Regions from separate parts of the Mus musculus genome. Here region 2 is linked to region 1. A link is a contact called in public Hi-C data. All regions are on one chromosome and are shown on one strand. Each heading gives the region's core, a stretch centred on a gene start, on an enhancer-like site or on the middle of the called end of the contact. The rest is flanking DNA. Distances are from core to core; before and after follow the strand shown.

The links. A called contact is a pair of places that touch in the nucleus more often than the background predicts.
Region 2: a contact with region 1 is called in a Hi-C map of liver, with 3 times the contacts expected there. The contact joins two enhancer-like sites. A contact is called at or near these places in 6 of 39 promoter capture datasets (the HPC-7 cell line, hematopoietic stem and progenitor cells, liver and 2 more), 5 of 484 Hi-C or Micro-C datasets (brown adipocytes, liver and spermatogonial stem cells) and 3 of 9 other capture datasets (adipose tissue, liver and pancreatic islet).

What each region holds. Positions count from the first base shown.
Region 1 is chr3:138,281,186-138,287,743 of GRCm38.p6, reverse strand. It overlaps Adh1 (alcohol dehydrogenase 1 (class I)), which reads right to left. Exons shown (of 9, transcript NM_007409.3): 4 at 5,221-5,308; 5 at 4,910-5,129; 6 at 792-1,052. Among named protein-coding and RNA genes, the nearest start is that of Adh1, 6.9 kb to the right of the region's middle. Within about 2 kb of position 5,008, at least 2 of the 459 cell types and tissues checked have an H3K27ac peak or open chromatin away from gene starts, as enhancers often do. A contact at or near this core is called in liver, where this site is marked.
Region 2 is chr3:138,359,317-138,365,330 of GRCm38.p6, reverse strand. No RefSeq gene overlaps it. Among named protein-coding and RNA genes, the nearest start is that of Adh6b, 21 kb to the right of the region's middle. Within about 2 kb of position 2,235, at least 3 of the 459 cell types and tissues checked have an H3K27ac peak or open chromatin away from gene starts, as enhancers often do. A contact at or near this core is called in liver, where this site is marked.

The DNA of each region.
Region 1 (6,558 bases), core at 3,759-6,258:
TGACATTTGTAACTACTTGACTGTAGTGTCATTTGTACTCCAAAATCCAATCGCTCTAAGCTTGACCGTAGTATTTCTTATCATTATCCTCAGCTGACCTTTACTGAGTGCTTACCACATGGCAGGGGCTCTACAGTTAGTATTTTATATGCACTGTCTTGTGGAGATCATAAGCAATCCTATAAAATGTATCTCTTAAATTTAGGAGATATGCCAGAATTCTTTTTTTAAAAGGTATTTACTACAACCGGTAGATCTGGAAGCTTGGAAGGCCCAGCCCTGTGCTGTCTCTGCAACGAGAACTAAATGGTGATGTATAAATCAGTCACTTCCCTCTACGTGTTGTGTGTTAATAAAATGATCCTTGGGCCCCAAATTGTTCATTATTCCTTTTGGCCGTATGATGATACTTAAAAATGCTTTTCAGAATATTCAATTCTAAATATTAAAAAATATTAAGAATGAGGGAGAAAATCATATTCATCCATTTAAGACCAGACTTTGTATTTAAACCTGCTCGATGAAGTGATTTTTTACAGAAAATCAGTAAGTTAATTCACAGTGTCCCCATTGAAAGCTTCGTTGCATTAAAGGAGGATTAGCACTTGAGACAAGTTTGCAGAACTGACAAAATGAAAGGTTTATCTCAACAGCGAATTAAGCAGTCTGAGCAGGAAACAGGAGATGGAAGATGACCACTCTAAAAATAGCTTTCTGCATGAGATTTCTGTTAGTCTACCTAGAGCATTCTAGATGGAAGGACAGATCTCAAGGCGTGCCAAAGTACATACCATGGTGTCAAGGCGGCCGATGACTTCAAACGAAAAGTCCACCCCTCCGTCGGTCATCTCCTGGAGAACTTCCTGGATGGGTTTGCTGTAGTCTTGAGGGTTGATGCACTCAGTTGCACCCAACTCTTTGGCCTTGGCAAACTTGTCCTTGTTGATGTCCACAGCAATGATCCTGGCTGCTCCTGCTGCTTTACAGCCAATGATGACAGACAGACCGACACCTCCGAGGCCAAACACGGCACATGTGGAGCCTGGGGTCACCTGTATTTCCAGAAAATACAAAAGTGGATTGAATGGTGACTGTTAGGGGGTGCTCCCCACTGCACATATTGCCTTGCTGTGTCCTTTATCACGGCTACCTCATTCCATTTGTTGCCAAATCCACTTCTGGTTATGGTTGCCCAAAGTGTACATCATTGGTACTCAAGATTTGCTATGTATTAGACATATCTGGGGATTTCTTTCGTTAATCTCAAGGTCTGATAGCAGCTTCTACCAATTAAATTGGAATCACTGCAAATGGAACCTCATTCCTATTTCAATGGGGAAAACTCAAGTTGAGATCAGCTGTACCAGATGATCTTTGAATTCTAAATAAAAACGACTTACATCTTTGAGAGCTTTACAATAACATCTTACACACGCACATAAGCAATTTGAATAAATGAAACAAGTGATCAAGGTTACTCCAGGAGACTAAAAGGTAACCCAACTGCCCTTTGCTCGTGAACTCCTTTCTTGGTTCACTAACTTTCAGTAGTCACAACTACGGTACTGGGAGCAGAAGTCGGCTGAGAAGCATGTAGAAGTCATACCTGGCTTAAAGCAATAGGAAAGTGGACACGAAACTTTAAGACAAGATAGCATGAGACCAATGTAATCTCTGTGAGACTTTATGCCTGAATGTTTAGAAGAAGCAAATGACAAATACTTCAACAAAAGCTAATCTGTATTTTAGTCACGATTAATTAAAATCCATGATTACAACTACCCTTGGCTTGCAAATAGGCACACTCGGCCTTCCAGCTGAGACAGTTAAACAACAGCACAAGCACGAATTGCATTTAGGTCTAAAGCCTCAGAATTGGAAAAGGCAGGCTCCTCATTACTGTGACTGGCTTAGGTCTATTTAATTGGTGCAGCCACCTGTGTCCCATACCCGACTGTCACTTCCCCCTAGTGGTGTCTATCTTGTCATTCATCCATCAAATGCTCTTAAATGCTCTGGGACACATCGCCACTCTCCACCTGGCCCAGAAAAATGCAAGGCCTGTTACTGTGATGGGAGTCATGACCAGTGTGCACTCTAGTTTCAGATGCAGCAGAGAAGTTGAGAGGAATTCTAGTCTTTATTTCCCTAGTGAAAATTTAGATGAATAGTTTTAGCTTTAGCTTCCTGGATTTTAGTTTTCATAAAATGAAAGATAACTACTGGATTTGTTTCAACCATTTGGGAAGGAAATTATTTTTAAAATCGCCATCTAAAATGTCTAAAACTAAACATCTAAAACTTCTAGTGTGTGTGTGTGTGTTGGTTATGAGTGTGTTTGTGTGTATGTTTCTGTTTGTGTTTGTATGCATATGTGTGTTTGTATGCGTATGTGTATTTGTGTGTGTGTGTGTTTGTGTGTTTTGGTTGCAAGGGAAAAGATGTAGTGATGAGGTCTCAAATGTAATCAATACTTTGCTTAAGTTCTCTTGAGTCTTCTGGGATCCACTCAGTGGGTGGCCATGCTGCAGATGAATCAGGTAAGGCTGGGAGAAGACAAACCGTTTGCTTTGGCTACTTGAGAACCTAGCGGAACCCATCATGATGGATGAGTGACATCTCTTTTCAACTGGAGAATAGGCTACTACAAGAGTTCCCAGCTTTAAATTTTGGTAGTCATATAGAATACACAGATTATAATATCTTCTACATGTATTATATTTATTATAAATATTTATTATATTTATAAATATTTACTTTTTCTTAATTCAGAATCAGCATAATTTTCATCTTTAAAAAAAAGATGAATTTTCTTTTTTTCCAGTTCCATCTGGGGTTATTTTTCTATTAATAATTCAAAACCATAAATCTATGAAGTGACATAGGAGAATCCTAGAGTGATAAATTGATGTCTTGAAGGATCTACTAATGAACTTGCTTAGGAAATATTATATCACACAAAGTAGAGTTTAGCTAACCTGGTGTTGTCGCTTGCATGAGTTAAGGAAGACCAACACACTAGGCAGGCTTGTCAGAAACTATAGGAAAAGGCATGCCTCTGACATCATGAATATGTTAACAAACAGAGACAACCACAGCCCACAGCTGGCCACTAGGCTCTTCCCATTATCAAAGAGCATGCCTCTGTCAGGCAGCTCACAATGCTGCACTGGGTCATGGTACCATTAAATCCTGGTCCATCATTAAGCCTTGGTTTTCTTTCTTTTTTTTAAATGTAAGGATTTTTTAATTGGATATTTCCTTTATTTACATTTCAAATATTATCCCCCTTTCCAGTTTCCCCCACTTCTAGAAACCCTCTATACTACTCCCCCTCCCCCTGCTTCTATGAGGGTGTTCCTTCACCCACCCACCCACTCCCACCTCACCACCCTGGCATTCTCCTACACTGGGGCATCTATCGAGCCTTCACAGGACCAAGAACCTCTCCTCCCATTGATGCCTGACAAGACCAACCTCTGTTACATATAAGGCTGAGCCATGGGTCCCTCCATGTGTACTCTTTGGTTGGTGTCTTAGTCCCTTCGGCTCCTTAAGTTCTTTCTCTAAATCCTCCATTTGGGGCCCTGCTCTCAGTCCAATGGTTGGCTTTGAGCATCTGCATCTGTATTTGTAAGGCTCTGGCAGGGCCTCTCAGGAGACAGCTGTATCATGCTCCTGTCAGCATGCACTTCTTGGCATCTACAATAGTGTCTGGCTTTGGTGACTGTATTTGGGATGGATCCCCAAGTGGGGCATGTGTGGAGTGAATTCTCTGGATGACCTTCCTTCAGCCTCTGCTTTATGCTTCATCTCTATATTGGCTTCCAACAGTCTTTTGTTCCCCTTTCTAAGAAGGACCCACACTTAGGTCTCCTTCTTCTTGAGCTTTATGTGATCTGTGAATTGTATCTTGAGTATTCCATGCTTTGCGGCTAATATCCCCACTTATTAGTGAATGCATACTATGTGTGTTCTTTTGTGATTGGGTTACCTCATTCAGGATGATATTTTCTAGTTCCATCCATTTGCCTAAGAATTTCAGCAGATGCTGGTGAGGATGTGGAGAAAGAGGCACATTCCTCCATTGTTGGTAGGATTACAACCACTCTGGAAATCAGTCTGTTGGTTCCTCAGAAATTTGACATGAGGACTCAGCATATACTCCTGGGCATATACACAGAAGATGCTCCAACATATAACAAGGACACATGCTCCACTATGTTCATAACAGCCTTATTTATAATAGCCAGAAGCTGGAAAGAACCCAGATGTCTTTCAACAGAGGAATGGATAGATACAGAAAATGTGGTACATCTACACAATGGAGTACTACTCTGCTATTAAAAGCCTTGGTTTTCTTATCTAGAAAATTCTACCTGGAAGGCAGGACGGCTCTAGGTAACAATGTTGGTCTACTTAAAAACAAACTAACGCACACTTGTGGCACTATCTCTGCAGTACAAATATCCCCATTGTGGCTTGCTTTAGAAATAACAGTGATGGCATCTCCACTTTATAAAATCTCCCATTTGTCCAATATAGTCAAGCTTTCCAGTTTCTGTCTCCTTAAAATGTATTTCATTGCTCAGTGAGTCTTGCAGCTGGGACATAACAGAGATCTGCAGACAATGGCATATGTAGAATGTTACAGCCCAAGACCTAAACAAACTTCAAATAATTTCTGTTAGACGCTGGTTTCTCTTTGGGCAAGAGCTAGAACTAGACACACACTATTATAGAGCTTTCCCTTGCTTCTCTCAAGTGTGTGGAGTGAATTCTCACTGGGGCTGGAGAGGCTTATTTCACTTCTACAAAAATACTCTGATGCCCGCCCAGGAGCCATGTCTTCCCTTTAGGTACCAATAATATGCACTTAGCTTGTTCCATGGCCCACTGTCCATCCTACCTTGGCGACTTTGACGGCAGAGCCATAGCCAGTTGAGAACCCACAGCCGATGAGGCAGACTTTGTCCAGTGGTGAAGCTCCATCGATTTTGGCCACTGCTATATCATCTACCACGGTGTACTGGGAGAAGGTGCTGGTGCTGATAAAGTTGTGGATCTGCTTTCCCTTGCAGGAGAACCTGCTGGTGCCTTCGCGCAAAGTCCCCCGAGGCATTAGCAGACTGGTTGGTGAAACACAGGCATACAAAGGACATGAGACAGAACAAAGCAGTGTGCCCACCCAACTGTGCAAGAAGACAATAAGAAACGTACTCGCTTCGGCTACAAAAGTTGCTTTCCGGGTGCTTGCAAATCCTGCATTCTCCACACTGAGGGGAAAAGAGTGGAATGACTTTATCACCTGGATGAAGAAAAACAAAATGACTTAAATGTCTGTCCAGAAATCAATAAAGCAACAACTTGAAGCTTATTAGAGACATTGTGTCTTTGAAAAGTCTCCAGGAGATGAGGCCTCACCCAGGCTATGTCAGTCTAATTAGTCATTCGCATTTAAAGCGCCTGAAGATTCCCGGGAGAGAAAAATGAGCCGAAACCAGCCATTTCCACCCGTCAGCAGTTAAACTTTGTTGTGTGCCTCAGTTTCTCTTAGGAGCTTTGTACATATCCTAATCAAACCTTGGATATGCTTGCTGCTAAGAAGAAATATACACTTTCTCTGCAAATGAGTTGCTATCTTCCTGTTAGATTTTGGCGAGAACTGATATGATAGTTTCAATAAAAGTAAGATTAAAGAAACACTATACAGGCAATATTTTATAGTAAAAATAAAACAAATTAAACTTGATCATGAAATCAAATTAAAGTGGGAATCTTGATAGTTAGCTTTTGCCCTTTTATTGTTTAAGACTTTGTTGTTGGTGTTGGTTTTTTTCTTTTTGTGTGCATGTGAGAGTACCTGTGTGTGTGTGCCATCTCTGTATGTGTGCCCTTGGAAGCCAGCAAAGGGTGTTGGGTCCCCAGGAGCTGGAGTTACAAGTGGTTGTGAGTAACCCAGTTGGGTGCTCTATAAGAGCATGGTATGCCCTGAGCCACGTTATCATTTCTTCGTGGTCCAGTTTTGGCTTTTTAAGGTGATTGTGCTTCTCCTACTATGAAATAAAGGCTTAAAAAATCTTAGTTATTTTTTGAGGAAGCATAATAAAAACATGACAAGCCACAAATTGCTTTGGAAATCTCAGTTCTTAATGAGTTAAATACTTTCTCTGGGAAATAACAAGAAACTTTTGTTTTTTAAAGATAATTATTTATGAATTATTGATTTTTCTGCCATAGAAGAAGCAACCTGAAGAGTAAAGGTGTCATTTTGCTGCTAGGTTTGTTGTTGTTGTTTTGTTCTTTTCTGAATAAAAGAAATAATACAAGCTTAACTCAAACCAGATTAGTTCTTTTCCTATTTTTTGCTTACAGCTTAGTCATTTAGAAGAGAAGTCTGACTCTATTGACTAAAGCGATCTTTTTGAAGATGAACATAATTTTTGTTTTTAAATCATGTATGCTACCTATGTTATTGGACCAAAAAAAAAGGTTTGGTCATTATATTTCATAGATAAAATTAATGTGGGATGGTATCACGGAAATTTTATGTTTTGC
Region 2 (6,014 bases), core at 986-3,485, 80 kb before region 1:
GGCTTGCCTCCCCTGGTTTGCTCAGCCTGATCTCTTATAGAACCCAAGACTACCAGCCCAGAGATAGTCCCACCTACGAGGGGCCTTTCCCCCTTGATCACTAATTGAGAAAATGCCTTACAGTTGGATCTCATGGAGGCATTTCCTCAACTGAAGCTCCTTTCTCTGTGATAACTCCAGCTGTGTCAAGTTGACACAAAACTAGCCAGTACAATATTCCAATATCATCTCCCCTTCTTCTCCAAGTCCTTCCCCCACAGCTCCTCCATCCATTTCCTCCTCCTCTTCTCCTCTGTGAAGGGGAAGGTACCCCTGGGTATCACCCTACCCTGGCACATCAAGTTACTATAGGACTAGGTGCCTCCTCTCCCAATGAGGCCAGGCCAGGCAGCATAGTTAGGGGAATGGGATCCACACACAGGCAACAGATTCAGGTATAACCCCCGCTCCACTTGTTGAGGAACCCACATGAAGACCAAGCTGCATATCTACATAAATACGTGTGTGTGTGTGTGTGTGTGTGCGTGCATGTATGTGCCTGTGTGTCTATGTCCAGCCCATGCTCACTCTTTGGTTTATGGGTCAGTCTCTGGGAACCCCCATTGGTTCAGGTTAGTTGACTGTCTTCTTATAGAGTATCTTCTTCATGTCCCTCAGTCCTTCCCCCAACTCTTCCACAGAGGTCCCCAAGCTCTGTATAATGTTTGGTAGTGGGTCTCTGCATCTGTTTCCATCTGCTGTTGGATGGAGCTTCTCAGAGGACAGTTATACTAGGGTCCTTTCTGCAAGCATAGCAGAGTATCATTAATAGTGCCAGGGATTAATTCTTGCCCATGGGATTGATCTCAGTTTGGGCCAGTCACATCCATTTCTGCTCTGTCCTTGTCCCTGCATATCTTGTAGGTAGGATACATTTTGGGTCGAAGGTTTTGTGGGTGGATTTCTGTCCTTATCCTTCCACTGGGAGTCCTGCCTGGCTACACAAGGTGGCCACTCCAGGCTCCATATGCCCCATTGACTAGGAGTCTCAGCTCAGTCACCCCCCCCATAGACTCCCTGGGGCTTCCCCTAGTCCAAGACCTCTGGCACATCCTAGAGATGCCCTCCCCCCACTGATTTCCATGCTCTCTCCTGCTCTCCTTGTACCTCATCCTCATTCCTTTCCCCGTCCAGATCTCTCCCTTTAATATCTATTTTATTTCCCTTTCTGAGGAAGATTCATCCTCCCTTGGGCCCTTCTTGTTATTTGGCTACTTTGGGTCTGTGGATTATAGCGTGGTTGTTCTGTAGTTTATGGCTAATGTCCACTTACAAGTGAGTACATACCATATATGTCTTTTTGGGTCTGGGTAACTTCACCCAGGATGATATTTTCTAGTTTCATCCATTGGCTTGCGAAATTCATGATATCATTGCTTTTAATAGTTGAACTGAGTAGTTTTCCACTATATACACGAACCACATTTTCTTAATCTATCCTTCAGTTGATGTGCATCTGGGCTGTTTTTGATTTCTGGTTATTACCAATAAAGCTTCTATGAACATAGTAGAGAATATTTTGGATATATGCCCAGCAGTGTTATAGTTGGGCCTTGAGGTAGAACTGTTCTCAACTTTCTGAGAAAATGCCAAATTGATTTCCAGAGTGGTTATACAAGTTTGTAATCTCACCAGCAATGGAGGAGTGTTTCCCTTGCTCTACATCCTTGCCAGTATGTGCTGTCACCTGAGTTTTTGATCCCAGTTTGACAGTTTGAAGACTAATCTTTTTTTCCCACTCATGGACTGATTTTGTCATTTTTCATACATACACAGTATATATAAATATACTTGTAATCCAAGGGTAATCATTGAGTCTTAGATTATTTGTGATATAAAACTACATGGAATAAAAGAGAGACCAGTAATGTAGCTTCTATAAGTCTATTACTATCTATCTATCTATCTATCTATCTATCTATCTATCTATCTATCTATCTATCTATCTATCTATCATCTGTCTATATGAATCTGTAATCTATCTAAAGTGTCTATCTAAAATCATTCTGTTTAAGCTGATTGATTTTTGTCCCTTGTGCCACCCAGAATGTTGAAAATGGAGCGATTGATTCTTCAGTGCCAGGTCTGATTCCCAGAACAGACTTTGAAGTTCCCATTCTGACAGGGACTCAGTTGAGTTCCTAGCTGGGGACCTTTGTTCCTGTTGTCTCAGTCTCAAAAAAATGCAAACAAACCTCACACAGTGCAGAATCCATGCTAAGGACATCTTTTAATAGAAAGGGCAATCCTGTTCTGTGGACTGGGCTTGGGGGATGCTACGAGAGTTTTTTATATGTAGAGAATATGGAAGGAAGTCCTACCCTAAGACAGCTGTCAACTTTAATCCCAGGCCTAGGAGGATGTTAACCTTTTTGATTTAACCTTGTATTTTTTCTTTGTATGACTGTTTTTATTCAGGCTTTAATTTTTATATTTGACCTTTTGTTCCTATCTATTTAATCCGTTTTAGACTTTGTTTTACCTGAGACAATGAATGTCCCATTTCTTAGGAGATGTGTTGATATCTTTTGAAGTAGCCAAGTTAGTTCTAGGAATCTTATGAATTTTTGGATTTGCTCCTGTATCCATTAATCCTTCAATTTTAATTTCATCTAACTATGATTTTAATTTTGGTCTCTTATCATTTATAGCAGTTTGCCAGAATACTTTTTGTTTTCAATCTTCCTTGGCTTTTCTGTTTTATCTATTGGAACTGCACAGGTTTGATATCTGGGTTATTAATGTTTAGATCCAGAGCAGTTTTGTTTTATTGCATTGAGGCCTCTTGTGGCATTCCTGACACCTTGCTTGTGCCCTGTTCTTCTGGCTAGTCTAGTGCTGGCTTTTGCCACACCTTCTGCATATTTCAGAAGTCTGGGGACCCCTTTTTAGATTATTTCTAAAAAATAGCATTGCTTTTAGGAATCCCTTGCTTACAATCCCTTTTTAGTGACTTTCCTTGCTACAATTAAAATATTTGGGAGCTGGCTTTTCTTAAAACATTTAGATGAGCTGGCTGGGGAGACTGGCCAAGCAAAAGGCCTAAGTTTTAAATTATATTAATTAGAAGCTTCCTATCTCATTATTTATACCGCTGGTGGGTCTAAGAAAGTCCCACTCCAACATGGTACAATTAAGTGGCCAATTTTCTTGAGGAGGTTGTTAGGGGGAAGCCCCAGGATGTGTGAAGGCTCATGGAGCAAAGGAAATTTACCTGATCATCTCTAATGATACATATGAAAGATGATCACCGTGCATCTTAAGTCTTTGGTAAATGCAGGCTAATCTTGAGACACAGTCTTGAGACACTCTCAGGGTGAAGCCAAGGAAACTCCTCCAATAGACAGCACAAACATTGATCCCAAGCCCACACATCATCAGGTAACATATAATATTGCAGTTATCAAGAGACTTAACGCCAAAATGGGAAACAAATGTAAAAAAAAGAGAAAATGTTTGGGGGAGAAACTACCACCTGGTGTTCCAGCTGGTGTTTCCATTGCAAGCTAAATATCCTTGACTTTTATATATTTGGGGGAAAATGGAAATATTTAATTACAGGTGACTGGCCTCAGTTTCCACAGAGAACAGTCCTTGAAAGAAGGTGCATCTGTCTTCAAGATAATAAAGGCTGCTTGATCTATCTTGTTTTAGCCCACAATTTATATAAGACACAATAAGTTATTCCATGTTTTTGTATTTGCTAAGACTTGTTTTGTGGCTAAAAATGTAAATATTTTAAATAAAGTCCCTTGGGTTGTTGAAAATTGTGTTTTCTGCAGCTGCTAGAAGGAATAGTCTGCAGATATCTGTTAAGCCCAACTTCTCTATGATGCAGTTTGACTTGTCTATGGTGAAGTTTTATTTCTTATTTCTTAGGTCTGGGTGATCTATTTGTTTATTTGCATAGGTTATTGACATTACCCACTATTATTGTGTTGAATCCATGCCTTTGTGTCCATTTGTAGGGGCAGTGCTGATGCTAAGGTCTTGTCCCCCAATTGGTCTTGATCTGTCAGTAAAGAAAGATATGGGCCAATTGCTGGACAGAAGGAATAAGTGGGACTTCCAGGTTCCTGGAGGCAAGAGAGAGAGATGCAAGGGAGGAGAGGAGAGTTCAGGGCAGGCTTCTGATGGAGTTAAATTGACCAGCCATGTGAGATCTCAAAAGGGAATGGTCACACAGGCCACTTCTATAGGCAGGTGGTCAGGGGGAGTTTAGCAACTAAAATTTAGGACCGGTGGGAGGTGCAGAACTAAAAGTATTGATAAGGGCATACTTTTCCAGGTGGCAAATAGTAGCACCCAGAAATTGTGCCAAGAAGTCAAGTTGAAAAACAAACAACTGTGTGTGCACAGACATGCTCACGTGTCTTTTATTTGTGGATTCACGGGAAGCTGGGTGGGGGCTGGTAGATTCCCAGAGCTCAGGCTGGGTATCAAAAGGCTACATGCAACGTCCATTAGTGTTTCTTTTATGAAACTGAATGCATGTATGTATTACTTTTTTTCATTGTTGTGACAATTTTTTTTAAAGGAAGATCTTATTGTGGCTCCTGGTCTGAGGGTGTATTAGTCATTCAAGGGGGTCATGCCAATGGGAATGTAAGGTCACATTGGGTCTATAATCAAGAAGCAGTGAGAGAACACAATGTACGGCATGCTTTCTCCTTTGTTTTACATTTTACTCCGTTGTGGACTCCAGTGAAGTAGAAGAATATGGACAAAGATGAGAAGAACTCAGTCAAACACTTACAAAAAAATGGCATATGGGGGGGGGGGGAGTGGGCAAAGTCAGCCAAGAAGAAAGCTGGAGCATCCACACACACATATTGGCCTAGAGATCAACTAACCACAGCCACTAGAAGGTGCTCCAGAGTGTGTGCAAGTGACCTATGGCTCATTACAACACTAAACACACATCACTGAAAGGATCTAAGATGTTATGAGACATGGAATGCATGAAATACAGGGAGAATACTAAAATCACCCAGGAAAAGCAGGCCTAAGAACTTACCAGCCACACCAGACCAAGGCAAGGATGAACACTTTCATCCAAGTTCTATAATGAGGTAACATCTAGCTCGAAGATCAAAATAGCACTCACTGACCACTCGGTATGTGTATCAAGAGACTGACAGGCAGACTCACACCCATCTCAGGGCCTTTGGCTCAGTCTCTCTTGTTGACATGTGTGCTCATGTGTGCCACCTGCTCACCTACCCACTCACCTGTCTAGACCATGTCTCAGTTGGTTTTATATCCACTTGACACAAGCTAGAGTCATTAGAGAGGAAGAAGCTCAATTAGTGATCAATGGGGGAGGGCCCAACCCACTGTGGGTGGAGCCATCCCTGGACTAGTGGTCCTGGGTTCTATAAGAAAGTAGGCTGATCAAGCTATGGGAAACAAGCCAGTAAGCAGCACCCCTCCATGGCCTTTGCATCAGATTCTGTCTCCAGAATCCTGACCTGACTGAATTCCTGTACTGACTTTCTTTGGTGATGAATAGCCACGTGGAAGTGTAAGCTGGATGAACACTTTCCTTCTCAACTTGCTTTGTAGTCATGGTGTTTTGTTGCAGCAATAGAAACCTTAGCTAAGGCAATCTGCCATCCATCTATCCACCCTGGTCCTGCCTTGTTGTCTCTGTTCTGGTCTCAATTCTGACCCCGAAGCCTGACACTCTAATTGTCTCAGCAAACTCTCTAGCACAGTGGTTTTCAACCTTTGAGTGTCAAATGACTTTTCCGCAGGAGTCACCTAAGACCACCAGAATTTATATTAGGATTCATAGCAGAATTACATTTATGAAGTAGCAGTGAAAATAATTTTGTGGTTCGGAGTCTCCCCAACTTGGGGAACTATATTAAAGGTTCATAGCACTAGGAAGGCAGAGGACCTCTAGAGAAGCAACAGCTCAGGTTGGCTTGTCACCAGTACAGATTTAGTTCTAGTTTCCCTGCTTCTCAGGA